3 separate regions of the Mus musculus genome follow, and regions 1 and 3 are each linked to region 2. A link is a contact called in public HiChIP or PLAC-seq and promoter capture Hi-C data. All regions are on one chromosome and are shown on one strand. Each heading gives the region's core, a stretch centred on a gene start, on an enhancer-like site or on the middle of the called end of the contact. The rest is flanking DNA. Distances are from core to core; before and after follow the strand shown.

The links. HiChIP or PLAC-seq counts read pairs in DNA pulled down with a chosen protein or histone mark. Capture Hi-C pulls out chosen DNA fragments and counts their contacts.
Region 1: a contact with region 2 is called in a promoter capture Hi-C map of adipose tissue, with 2.5 times the contacts expected there. The contact joins the promoter of Fbxl19 here to the promoter of Sh2b1 in region 2. A contact is called at or near these places in 2 of 39 promoter capture datasets (embryonic stem cells and liver), 2 of 484 Hi-C or Micro-C datasets (CD8 T cells and uterus), 2 of 115 datasets of contacts at active chromatin or transcription factors (astrocytes and embryonic forebrain) and 2 of 9 other capture datasets (adipose tissue and liver).
Region 3: a contact with region 2 is called in an H3K4me3 HiChIP or PLAC-seq map of embryonic hindbrain, with 4 times the contacts expected there. The contact joins the promoter of Zfp629 here to the promoter of Sh2b1 in region 2. A contact is called at or near these places in 1 of 39 promoter capture datasets (liver) and 1 of 115 datasets of contacts at active chromatin or transcription factors (embryonic hindbrain).

What each region holds. Positions count from the first base shown.
Region 1 is chr7:127,745,451-127,749,064 of GRCm38.p6, reverse strand. Fbxl19 (F-box and leucine-rich repeat protein 19) reads right to left here and starts at 2,290. Exons shown (of 11, transcript NM_172748.2): 1 at 1,928-2,290; 2 at 615-815. The coding sequence starts at 791.
Region 2 is chr7:126,473,866-126,477,549 of GRCm38.p6, reverse strand. Sh2b1 (SH2B adaptor protein 1) reads left to right here and starts at 2,420. Exons shown (of 9, transcript NM_001289541.1): 1 at 2,420-2,554.
Region 3 is chr7:127,613,585-127,616,785 of GRCm38.p6, reverse strand. It overlaps Zfp629 (zinc finger protein 629), which reads left to right and starts at 1,514. Exons shown (of 3, transcript NM_001362196.1): 1 at 1,514-1,703.

The sequences.
Region 1 (3,614 bases), core at 1,041-3,540, 1.3 Mb before region 2:
GCTGGAGGAGGAGGAGAGGCGGGCTGCTGGGGAAAGGCCATCCTGGTGCCCCAGGCTGCTGAAAGGATGAGGGAGGCAGAAGAGAACCTACGTTTCCCAGATAACTCCGGAGCTGGGCCTTTCAATAGGACATTCATGGCACACTACTATCTAATCTTTGCTACGAAGCAAAAGAAACATTTTACAGGGAAGGTACTTGAAGTTCAGAGTGACTTGCTCAAGGTCACAAGACGGGGGTCCTGGCCTCAATTTCAAGACACCTGAAGGTGTGTGAAAGACCTGAGAAAGGCAAAAGCTTTCTCCCATGGTAGAGCTGGGTCCCCTGAACACAGATACCTGGGGGCAGGGGCATACGGCAGGGGCCGAACTCTCTACAGACCTGAGGCTGACTCTTCTGTGTAGCCCACTTTTCGACAAAGACAAAAATCAAACATTTAAGCAAGTCAGTGAAGAAATGCAGAAGTGAGTGTATGAGCAGCACCCCTAAGGGACCCCGGGGAAGCTGCTGCTGCTGGACACCCAGAGAATGCTCAGGCCCCGTACTACTACTGATGGTGCTCTGGGCAAATAGGCCTGAGGTTCCACATACCCCAGGCATGGGGCTCAAGACTCACCGCGGTGCACTGCCGAAGCAGGCACGACTGCTTCATGCGCCCGGGCCCCCCGAACTTCTTCATGTCTCGGCAGAAATGGCAGTCCCCGCACTCAGTTCGCACACAGGCCCGGCAACGACGGCAGCGGGTTCGGCGTCGGCGCGCTCCGGCCCCCGGTCCCCGGCTGCTCGACGACATTGGGGGCGTCAGCAACGCCGAGGGCTGTAGGCAGATGGTTGGTAAGGTCAGAGAGGCCTGCAAAGCCTGGCCTGAGAGTCTCCTGGCCGCAAGCTCACTACACCTCTGATGGGGGCAGAGCTTCTGTTTCTACCCTCAGAGAAGGTCAGCCTTTTAGTGTGTGTCCTGAGCAGAGGGCCACTCCCTCAAGACCTCCCGCCTGCTGGAAGGAGGGACACTGAGGCCCCTCCTCTAACATCCCAAGCCCAGGTTCCTGGAAAAGGCTTCAGATCTGTAGCATTACCTGAGGGAGCTTCAACTCATACCTGTTGTTACCCACACCCCCCATTCCCTCACTGATTTACCTCCAGATTCCAGGGGCATGCACCACACTCTTTCCCCTCTCCCTTCTCTCACGTGGGTACTTAGTCATCCAAACCTTTCAAACCTTGGTACTCTAGCCAGACCCACTCCATTTCTAGTGACCCAGTGTGTGCTCTCCACTTCCCCGGGCTGACACCCCTGAAATGCTTAGTGTCCCCTCTCAGCCCACACACAAGTCCTTGGGGGCTCCAAATTATCCAATAGGATCCCTCAGGCAATCTGGGTAATCTCCCAGACTCCCTAGGATTCTACAAGTTGCCCTAACATCTCAACAAAATTCAAGGTGGGCTCGGCTTTAGGTCTTCCCGCCCCCATTCACATCTTACCAGCCTGCTTTTCATCCCTAATTGTCTGGAATCCCTGGGGCTCTCCTGCCCCTGGAAACCAGATCCTCTGAAATCCCACATGGACTCAGCAAGCCTGGGGGGGTCTCTTCCCAATCAGTCTTAGACCTGCTTCCCCCAGGCTTCTCCCTTTCCAAGGACTTCCAGACCATCCACAGGGTATGGGGCCCTCCAGCACTCCGGGGGAGGGGCCTAGAGGGCGGCGACTGGAGGCGGGGTGGAGGGGGAGGTCTGCAAGGGGCAGCAGGGTCGGGGAAGGAAGGCCACTTCCCTGGGGTTGGAGGTTATAGGAGAGAAGGTTGGAGAAGGAGTTTGGAGCAAAGGGAGGGTGAGGCTGGGGGCGGGGAAGGAAGGGAGAGGCCAGGCTGAGGATGAATGGGAGTGGGAGCTGCCCAGGTCTGGGGGTGAGGAGGAGCCGCATGAACCCACCTCACACGTGTCCCGGGAGCCATCTCTCCCTTCTCGGCAGCTCCCGGCGGGTCGGCGGCCATCGGCGGCGGGGGGGCCGGGCGGCGCGGGGCGCTGAACGCTCAGAACGCCGGGGTCCACGGCCCCCCGAGGGCGCTCGGCCCCTCCCTCCGGCGGAGGCCGGGACAGCAGCGAGTGGAGATGGGGAGCGCCGGGGGCGAGGCCCTCCCACGGGCTGCGGCGCGGCCCTTCCAGGGGGAGGTCCTGCTCTGGGGGGCTCAGTCCCTCAGCCCCCCCAGGCCAACGGGGGCTCCTCGGGCGCAGGGTGCTCAGCTTTTGCCCGGGCCCCACTCAGTCCCGGGTATGAGTCTCAGCTCCCCACCCCCACCTTTCCCCAAAGCCCCCGACCCTTAACTGGCCCCTTCCCAGCTCCAACTGCCCAGGGGTCCAGGGAAAGACCAGGGGCCCCCCACCGTTTCCGGGGTTCAAACCCCGCCCACCGCCGGTTCCCGGGGAGGGGGGGGTCGCTGCAACCTGCCCCCCTCCCCTGGGTCCGCCCCTGTACTGCGGCCCCCTGACCTACAGAGACAGGGCGCGCAGAGGGGGGTGAAGGAAGCTGCTCCGGCCCCGCCCCCCCCAGCCTGCACGCGCCCCCGCCCTCCCCCCTTCAAACGCGCGACCCTCAAGATATAAAGATTTAAATAAAATTTGAATAAATCCACTCCTAAAATGGGAGGGTATAAGGAAAGGATGGGGCAGAGGCAGGAAGGGGGTGGGGGCAGTTGGGATGTCTTAGCACCCCTACTCCCCTAGCCTCGCGCTGCTTCGGCCCTGGGCCCAGGTCGCCGCTCTCATCCCTCCTCAGCTCCTTCCTCCTTCCTCCTCTCCTCCCTCTTCCCTCCCTTCTTCCCACCTCCTCCTCCTTTTTACTCCCTCCTTCTCCCAGAGGAACCCCGCCCCCTTCTCCCTCCTTCCTTCACCACCTTTACTTTCCAGGACGAGCGCGTGCAAAGCACGACGGGAGTTGTAGTTCTCCAAATTCTAGCACTATCGTGGGAAAAGTGGGACACAAGGGCCAGCCGGTACTACAAATACGATGGCGAGAAGGATGCCACGCTGGAAGCCGAGCATGGCGGGAATTATAGTCCAGTTGACCCGAGACTCCCCGTAGCAGGACATAGAGAAGGAGCGGGAAGAATGACTACAAGCAAGATGGCCTTTTCCCCCGACCCGACCTCCTTTCCAGGCACTCACACGCCCTCTGGTCCACAACCCTCCGCGCGTGTGGTACCTGACGGGAGTCGCAGTCCAGCTGCTGCCTTCCCGCTGCCATTTCTACTCATCAGGAACAATGGAAAGGTGAAAAGAAACGAGGACTACAAGCAAGATGGCGATCGAGGGGCGTACACCTAATAAGTCGATCTTATGAAGTGGGATGGGAATAGTAGTTTTCTAGCCTTCCTATGTTCCTTTAAGAATGCCAGAACCGGGAGGATAAAGAGACTACCGTAAAGATGGCAGGATACCTAACCTTTCCTGGCTGCTTCATTCTACCACTTGGAGCTCCTCGCCCGCCTGAACTATCAAAATCCCGCACTCGATGATGCAAAGCCAGACGGGAATTGTAGTCTTCCTCGCTCCCCTCTTTATCTTCTGTCGAGACAATGGAAGTGAGCGGGGCGGGGACTACCACAAAGATGGAGGGTGA
Region 2 (3,684 bases), core at 1,171-3,670:
GTTTGATCCTCAACACTGACCCTGCCCCACTTCCAAAAGGCCGGACAGTTTAGACAGAACATACCCAAACTTATCAATAGCCATTTGCCCTTTTGTGTTCTTTTTTTTTTGTGTGTGTGTGTACCTTTCTTTTTTTTTTTTATAGAGACTATCACTTGTAACTTTAATTTTTTTTCAAATCCTATTTTTTTTTAGATTTATTTATTTATTATATGTAAGTACACTGTAGCTGTCTTCAGACACTCCAGAAGAGGGCGTCAGATCTTGTTACAGATGGTTGTGAGCCACCATGTGGTTGCTGGGATTTGAACTCCGGACCTTTGGAAGAACAGTCGGGTGCTCTTACCCACTGAGCCATCTCACCAGCCCCCTTTTGTGTTCTTGAACTCTGTCTATGCTAGTTGATGACTAGGTTCGCTAGAGGGAGGGTGTGGGAAACAGTCACAGGAAAGGGATCTCTACATTTGCCTCTTCCTTTAAAATGGTAACAAAGGTAGATAATCCTGGCAATGAAGACCTGACAAAGTTAATCCTGAGCTGGTGCCTAGTGCTGTGATACAGCCTGGGTGATTTAAGACTGGCTAAGCCACAGGTCTGGAGAGAGAGTTCAGTAGTTAGGAGCACATGGTACTCTTGCAGTGGGCCATTTATATACAGATAAACCACACAGATATGGAACATAATTTTTAAAAAATCTTTTAAAAACAAAAGACTGAGTACACCAGAACTTGTCTGTTTTTTTCTAAGATTTTCTAACTCCATGGGGGCAAGATGGCACCTCTAGACAAACGTTCGTTATGTGCAACAAGTTCTTTATCTATATCCATCTTCTGGGTCACTTGCCTCTGGGTTCCAGGATAGCACTTGATCTAGTCAGCTAGTTGGCTTTGGAGATTTTTAATTTTTTTTTTTTTAAATTTTGAGACATGGTTTTCATTGTTTATCCCTGGCCATCCTAGAACTTGCTGTATATACCAGGCTGGCTTAGAACTCAGATATCCACCTGCCTCAGCCTCCAAAGTGCTGGGATTAAAGGCATTGCTCCTTACTGCCTGGCTTAAATTTTCCAAAATTAATATTATTTTATCTTATATGTGCGTTTTGCCTGCCTGCGTGTATGTACGTGTCCCTGTTGAGGTCATAAGGCATCAGATCCCCTGGAGCTGGAGTTATAGTCAGTTCTGAACCACCATGTGGTTGCGGGGCCTCTGCAAGAGCTGCTAGTCTTTTAATCACTTAGCTCTCTTTCCAGCAGTGTGACTTATTTACATTTTATTACCACTTTGTTTATGTGTATGTGATGGGGGGGGGGTATCACACATGTGTGGTGTGTGTGCCATGTTCTAAGTCAGAAGCCAACTTTCCAACATCCTTTCTCTTTCCACAGTGGGTTATGGGGAGGGAATTCTGGCTAATCAGGTTTGCATAGAAAACACAAGCACTTTTACTGAAAAGGCATCTCACTAGCCTAATTCTGAAAATTTTATTGATGATCTTAGAAAGAGTGATACTCCTTACACTGAGTTGCTTAACTATTAGGATTTAAATTTGAATCTATGGAAAACCATCTTGCCACACCAAGAAGACTAGAGCCCCTCTGTGGGTGAAAGCGACCGACCGCACGAGTAGAGTACAATCACAGATGACAAGCTATAGACATAATCTTTTGGGCCCTGTCAATGATCCCAATCTACTCTGGCCTTTTCAATTACTTCAGCTGTAGTGACGCTGGATCAATGCGAGCTTGGGTTGCTAGAAGGTATTTGTGCGCAAGGTCTCAACAGCACTTTGTACCTTACTTCGTCATCCCTCTAACTTGCCCTGAAGCCTCTCTTGAACTTCAAGCTCTATCTCTATGTACCTACTGATGACCCGCAAGCATGTCCAAAACTGACCTCACTATTGCTGTCCCAACTTTAGTTCCCGTCTAAGGTAGAGCCCTCCAGGACCACCTTGTCCCTTTCCCCTAAAAGACCAAGGTCGTTAAGTTCAGGCTCCGCCCACTCCACTCGGCCTCCCAAGGTCACCGCTACATCGCTCGCCAGATCCCTGGGGGCGGTGTCCGTGTACCCCTCGATGCAGGGCCAGGCGCTCTAGGCTGCAGCCAGCTCTTCAAAGAGCTTTATCATCTCGCTGATTTCTTTTAGTGGGCGGCTACTCTCTCCGCTCAAGTGGCTTCTCTATGGTTAACTTCTCGCCTTTGTCTAGAATTTGCTTCGGATGACGGACCCAACGCCTTCCCACAGCTGCCTCAGTGGTTCCTTTTAGGTACAACTGCCGAAGCCACGGGAGCTTAGTGAGACCTGTGTTGGCGTAGCTCCTGAAAACCTCGGCGCCGAGAACGATGGCGGAAGTGAATACGAAGGTGCCCTCCTTCTTACTGCTCTTCTCTATGGTCGCTTCCTTCCGCGTCGGGGAACCCGTCCCAGCGCCTGCGCAGAAGCGCGTGCTGGGAGCCCGTCGCGGAGGCGGGGGGCACAGGGAGCGGGAGCTGCGGCCGTCGCCGCCGCCGCCGCTGCCGCCGCCGGAGCTAAGCGCGGGGACCGAGATGCAGGTGGGACCGGAACCGGAACCCCCCTCTTCAAGTGCCTCTTTCCTCTCCGGACTCGACCCTGTCGTCTGAGAAGCCTGGGCGGGGGTGGGCGTGGGGGCTCGGGGCTGGAGGGGTGCTCGGCTCCCGAGAGGGCAGCAGATAGTTGGTCCCTCGGAGGCTCCGGCCCAGGGGCTTGTGGAGGGTGTCCAACGACTAGGATCGGGTCCGAGTGATTAACCACGGGGCCCGGAGGGTCCGAACCTGGAGCGCAGCCTGCACCCTCCACCACCCGCCCTTCTGGAATGTCAGAACTAAGCCAAGAGGCAGGTGCACCGGAAAACTGTGACTGAGCCGTCTTGGCAGAAGAGAAACTGAGTCACCAGTCCAGGAACCGCAGGGTCAGCGGGCCTGAAGGGGGCTGGGTCGGCCAGTAGTGCTGAGGGCTGGGTGGGCCTGTGTGAGCCGAGGTAGCCTCTGGCTGGGGACTGTCTCTGCCGTGCCTGCGCCTCTTGGCCCCGATTCCCCTGTGCTCTGTGACTCCCGCATCTCCTGGCTGCTTCTCCCTGGTTTGGAGTTGTCCCTGTGGTTGGAGCCATCGGAGTATGTAGGAAAGGCCAAGGAGGAAGGGGAGGGGGGGGGGGTCTCTGACTTGCAGCTTGGTTGTAGGCTTGATGAAGAGGCTGGCATCACTGATAGTTTGGGTAGACTTTCCTGAGCCGTCCAGAGGTGTCTCCTTTCAGTCGATCATAGGGCAGGACCACTCACCAAAGAGCCACCGGTTGTAAATTACATATGGAGCTCTGTCACTTTCTAGCTGTGATGTAAGAGTTGGGGCACCCGCAGAAGCGCTTCCTTTCTGGAGCGCAAATGGGACCCATCATACTGTCCTCCCCCATAAAAAATAGTTACAGTGGCAGTGATGTCTTGTGTGCTTACTGTGGAAAGCATAGACATGTTCCTTGTCATTTCATTTCTCCTGACAACTGTAGCAGGTAGCGGTTAGTAACTGTGTTTTACAGAGACAAAAGCTAGGTTCACACAGCTAACAGGTGGACTGAGCTGGGGCTTGAGTCCAAAACTCACAGGTACACTCCCCAGGGAGTGAAAATTCCTGAGCCCCGGCTCCGTGCGATGCCTTACTTCTGTGGCTA
Region 3 (3,201 bases), core at 265-2,764, 1.1 Mb before region 2:
TAGCCTCACTGTGTAGCCTAGGTTGGTCTTTTCCCCCCATTAATTTATTTATTCACTTTATATCCCCATTGCTGCCCCCTTCTTCCCAGGCCTGCCCCTATCCCCCTTCCCTTCTCTTCTGAGAGGGTGGAGCCTCCCCTGTTTCTATTCCCTCACCCTGGCACATCAAACATAGCTAGATGCATCCTCTCCCACTGAGACCAGACAAGGCAGCCCAGTTAGGGGAACAAAATCCACAGGCTGGCAAAAGCTGTAGAGACAACCCCTGATCCAGCTGTGGAGGACTCACATGAAGACCGAGCTATATACATCTGCTACATGTGTGGGGGAGGGGGGTTTGACCCAGCCAGTATATATTCACCTAGGTTGGTCTTAATTCATGGTGATTTTCCTGTGTCAGCTTGCAGTGCTAGAGTCACAGCTATTCACTCCCATACAGGGCTTGGAATTTATTTATTTATTTATTTATTTATTTATTTATTTATTTATTTATTTAAGGTTTGAAACGAGTCCTATTGTGCATCCCAGGCTGATCCTGAAGTCCAACTCTTGATTCTCCTGCCTCAGCCTACTAATGGCTGAAGATTACAGGTGGTGTGCTTAGCTACTATGGAACTTTTTGAGGGTAGAATGTTCAATTGTTCAACTCTGGTCTCCTCACACCTGGGTTCATTGAAAACTGTGGCCTCGAACTTTACCTCACATCTCATGTCTTGATTAATTTGCCTTGTAAAATGGGGATGATTCTAAGTCCTCTCTCAGGATGTGGTGGGGAGAAAATGAGACACAAGCAGGAACAGTTTGGGAGCCCTGTGAGGTTCCTTGTTTAGAAACAGGGTCTCGCTAGGTAGCCTGGAGCTATGTGGGCCACGAATATTTTGAACCTTCAGGTCCTCCTGCCTCTGTCTCCCAAGCAACGGAATTACAGGAATTCACCACTACTTCTTGCTCCCTAAGTTTATGGAAGGATTGCCCTGCAGTGAGTTGCATACCTTACCACCGAGCTGCTGGGAAGGGGTAATGCTTGCCTACCTTGTCAGTTTCTTCCTCCAGGGAGACCTGACCACCGGTGGGGGGGTGAGAGGTGGGTAAGAGGGTCCGTAGCGCTGGGTAGCCTTGCCTGGCCCATTAGCTTCTGCTCTTACCGCTAGGTCAGCCCACCCAACCTTTGCTTTCACCTCCTAATCACCAACCCAGGCATACCAGCCCCAGTCCTGGGTGAGTCCAAACAAAGGCGGGTCTCAGGGGACCCGCGGCGGCCGAATCTGAGATCAGCTTAACTGAGCGGCTGGCAGAGTCTTTGGAGAGAATGGCCAGAAATCCGAAGACCTTCGCCGGCCTCTGAGCTCCCCCAAAAGCTGATCTTCCGTGATTCCACTAGACACTGGGAGAGGGGCGTCATCAGCCACCTCCTTGCTTCCATACCCACCCCCTCATTTTTTCCCAGGCTGTGGGAGGCAAAGGGTTAAATCCCATAGAGCTGATGTTCTGACTCCAGGCTAGAGGGGCCCGGGAAGCTGGGGTCACTTCCTGCTCCGTCCCAGTCACCCTGAACTGGTCCCCGGGTCCTCAGCCTGGAATCACCCCTTGAGAAGGACCCTAGAGTTCCCGGCATCTAGCCCGTCCCCCGAGGCAGGGCACTTAAGGGGTTAAGTCCCCTGGGGCTGGCCTCTGCCTTTCGGCTTTTCCCAGACCCCAGAGCCGTGAGTTGGGGCCGCCTGGGTTCCCGGGGTGGCCTGGAGGCCCGGGACAGCCGCCGGGGAACAATAGGGCCAAGGAGGCGGCGACGGGCGAGGGGCGCAGGCCGGGCCCGGGGCGGCGGGGGACGGCGGCCGGGGGATTGTGAGAACCGCGCGGGGACCGCCGTGGGGGAGGGGAGGCGCGCGCGCCCAGAGAGCGAGTCCGGCCGGGGGCGGCGAGGCGGCCGCCGCTCTCCCGGAGCCGGGCAGCCTGGGCGTCCGCGGCGGGGAGGGAACGCCGGCGGCTCGCCTGGGCTTTGGGAGCCGGGGACAGGGTGGGTGCTCCCGGCCGGAGGCGCTCAAGTCTTGGTCCGCCGGGGTGCGGGGGGCGGCGTCGAGGGCGGTCCCGCTGCCTCCTGGTCAGGGTCACCCTGGGCCGCGCGCACCTCCGCGGGAAGGCAGCCGTCTCCGGCAGTCCTTCCCGCCTCGGTCCTCTGGGGGTCGTCCGGGGCAGGAGGCTGGCGCTCTTGGGCCTGGGCTGGTTCCCAGTAGTAGTCGCCTCGCAGTCTTTGCTACTTCTTGCATGTGGCCTGGTTATTAACTCTTTCCCTTCTACGGTAGGCCCTTGAGTTTTAAGTTTCTCTGTCCAAGTATCTAAGCTCCTACCTGTTCTCGGTCAGCTCAGCAGGGTAACCTTCTCCTCTCCGGGGGGCCCCCATCTCTCCCTAAAAACACTTAGAGATAGGGGATGGCTAACTCACTTCTCGGCTGCATTAGCAGTTGGTCAGCTGTCCATTGCTTCACCTGCTTCACACCCCAGCTACCTCTTGGTGAGCTTTGTCCTCTTTGTCCCTGTGCACAAAGTACCTATGCACACTGTCACCCCGAGGGTAGATTATTCCAGGGATTCCGTTAGATGTCAGCGCCCTCCTGCAGCCCTGTTCTCTCTCCTGGGGATCACCCCCGGGATTTTGAGTGACAGATATGACTCCTTCCCCTGGGGGCTCACTCTGACGAACTTATGTCACTTTTCTGACATCGATCTGCAAACTGATCTTAAAAGACACTGAACAAGATAGGCTGGCTTTCTGGGAGCATGAGGTGTCCAGCTCACTCAGTCCTCCAGCAGAGTTTTTACTGGGTACTTGTCCTAGGTGTGTGATGAAGCATCAACAAAAAGAATAAGGCAGAAGGATGGGTCCCCAGGTGTGTGTCTGGGTGGCTTTGGGGACATCCGTACCTAGAGCTCAGAGACGCAGCCTCTCAGACCTCCTCACTGGGTCTGACTTTTGCAGCCGAGGGAACTGGGCTTCCCTGCACTTTTCTGGCTCATTCTCGGGCTTCCGAGCTCTCCTCCTCTCCTGCCAGGAGACCACAAGTAGGAGTCTCATGTGACTGTCAAGGTCAACCCATGCCACAGGGCAAGCCAAACACAGAACGCGGAATTTGTGGTCTTAGCCCTGTTACTTCCCGCCTTGGGGCCTTGGAGACATTTCCCCCAGTGTCTACTTACTAATCTGTA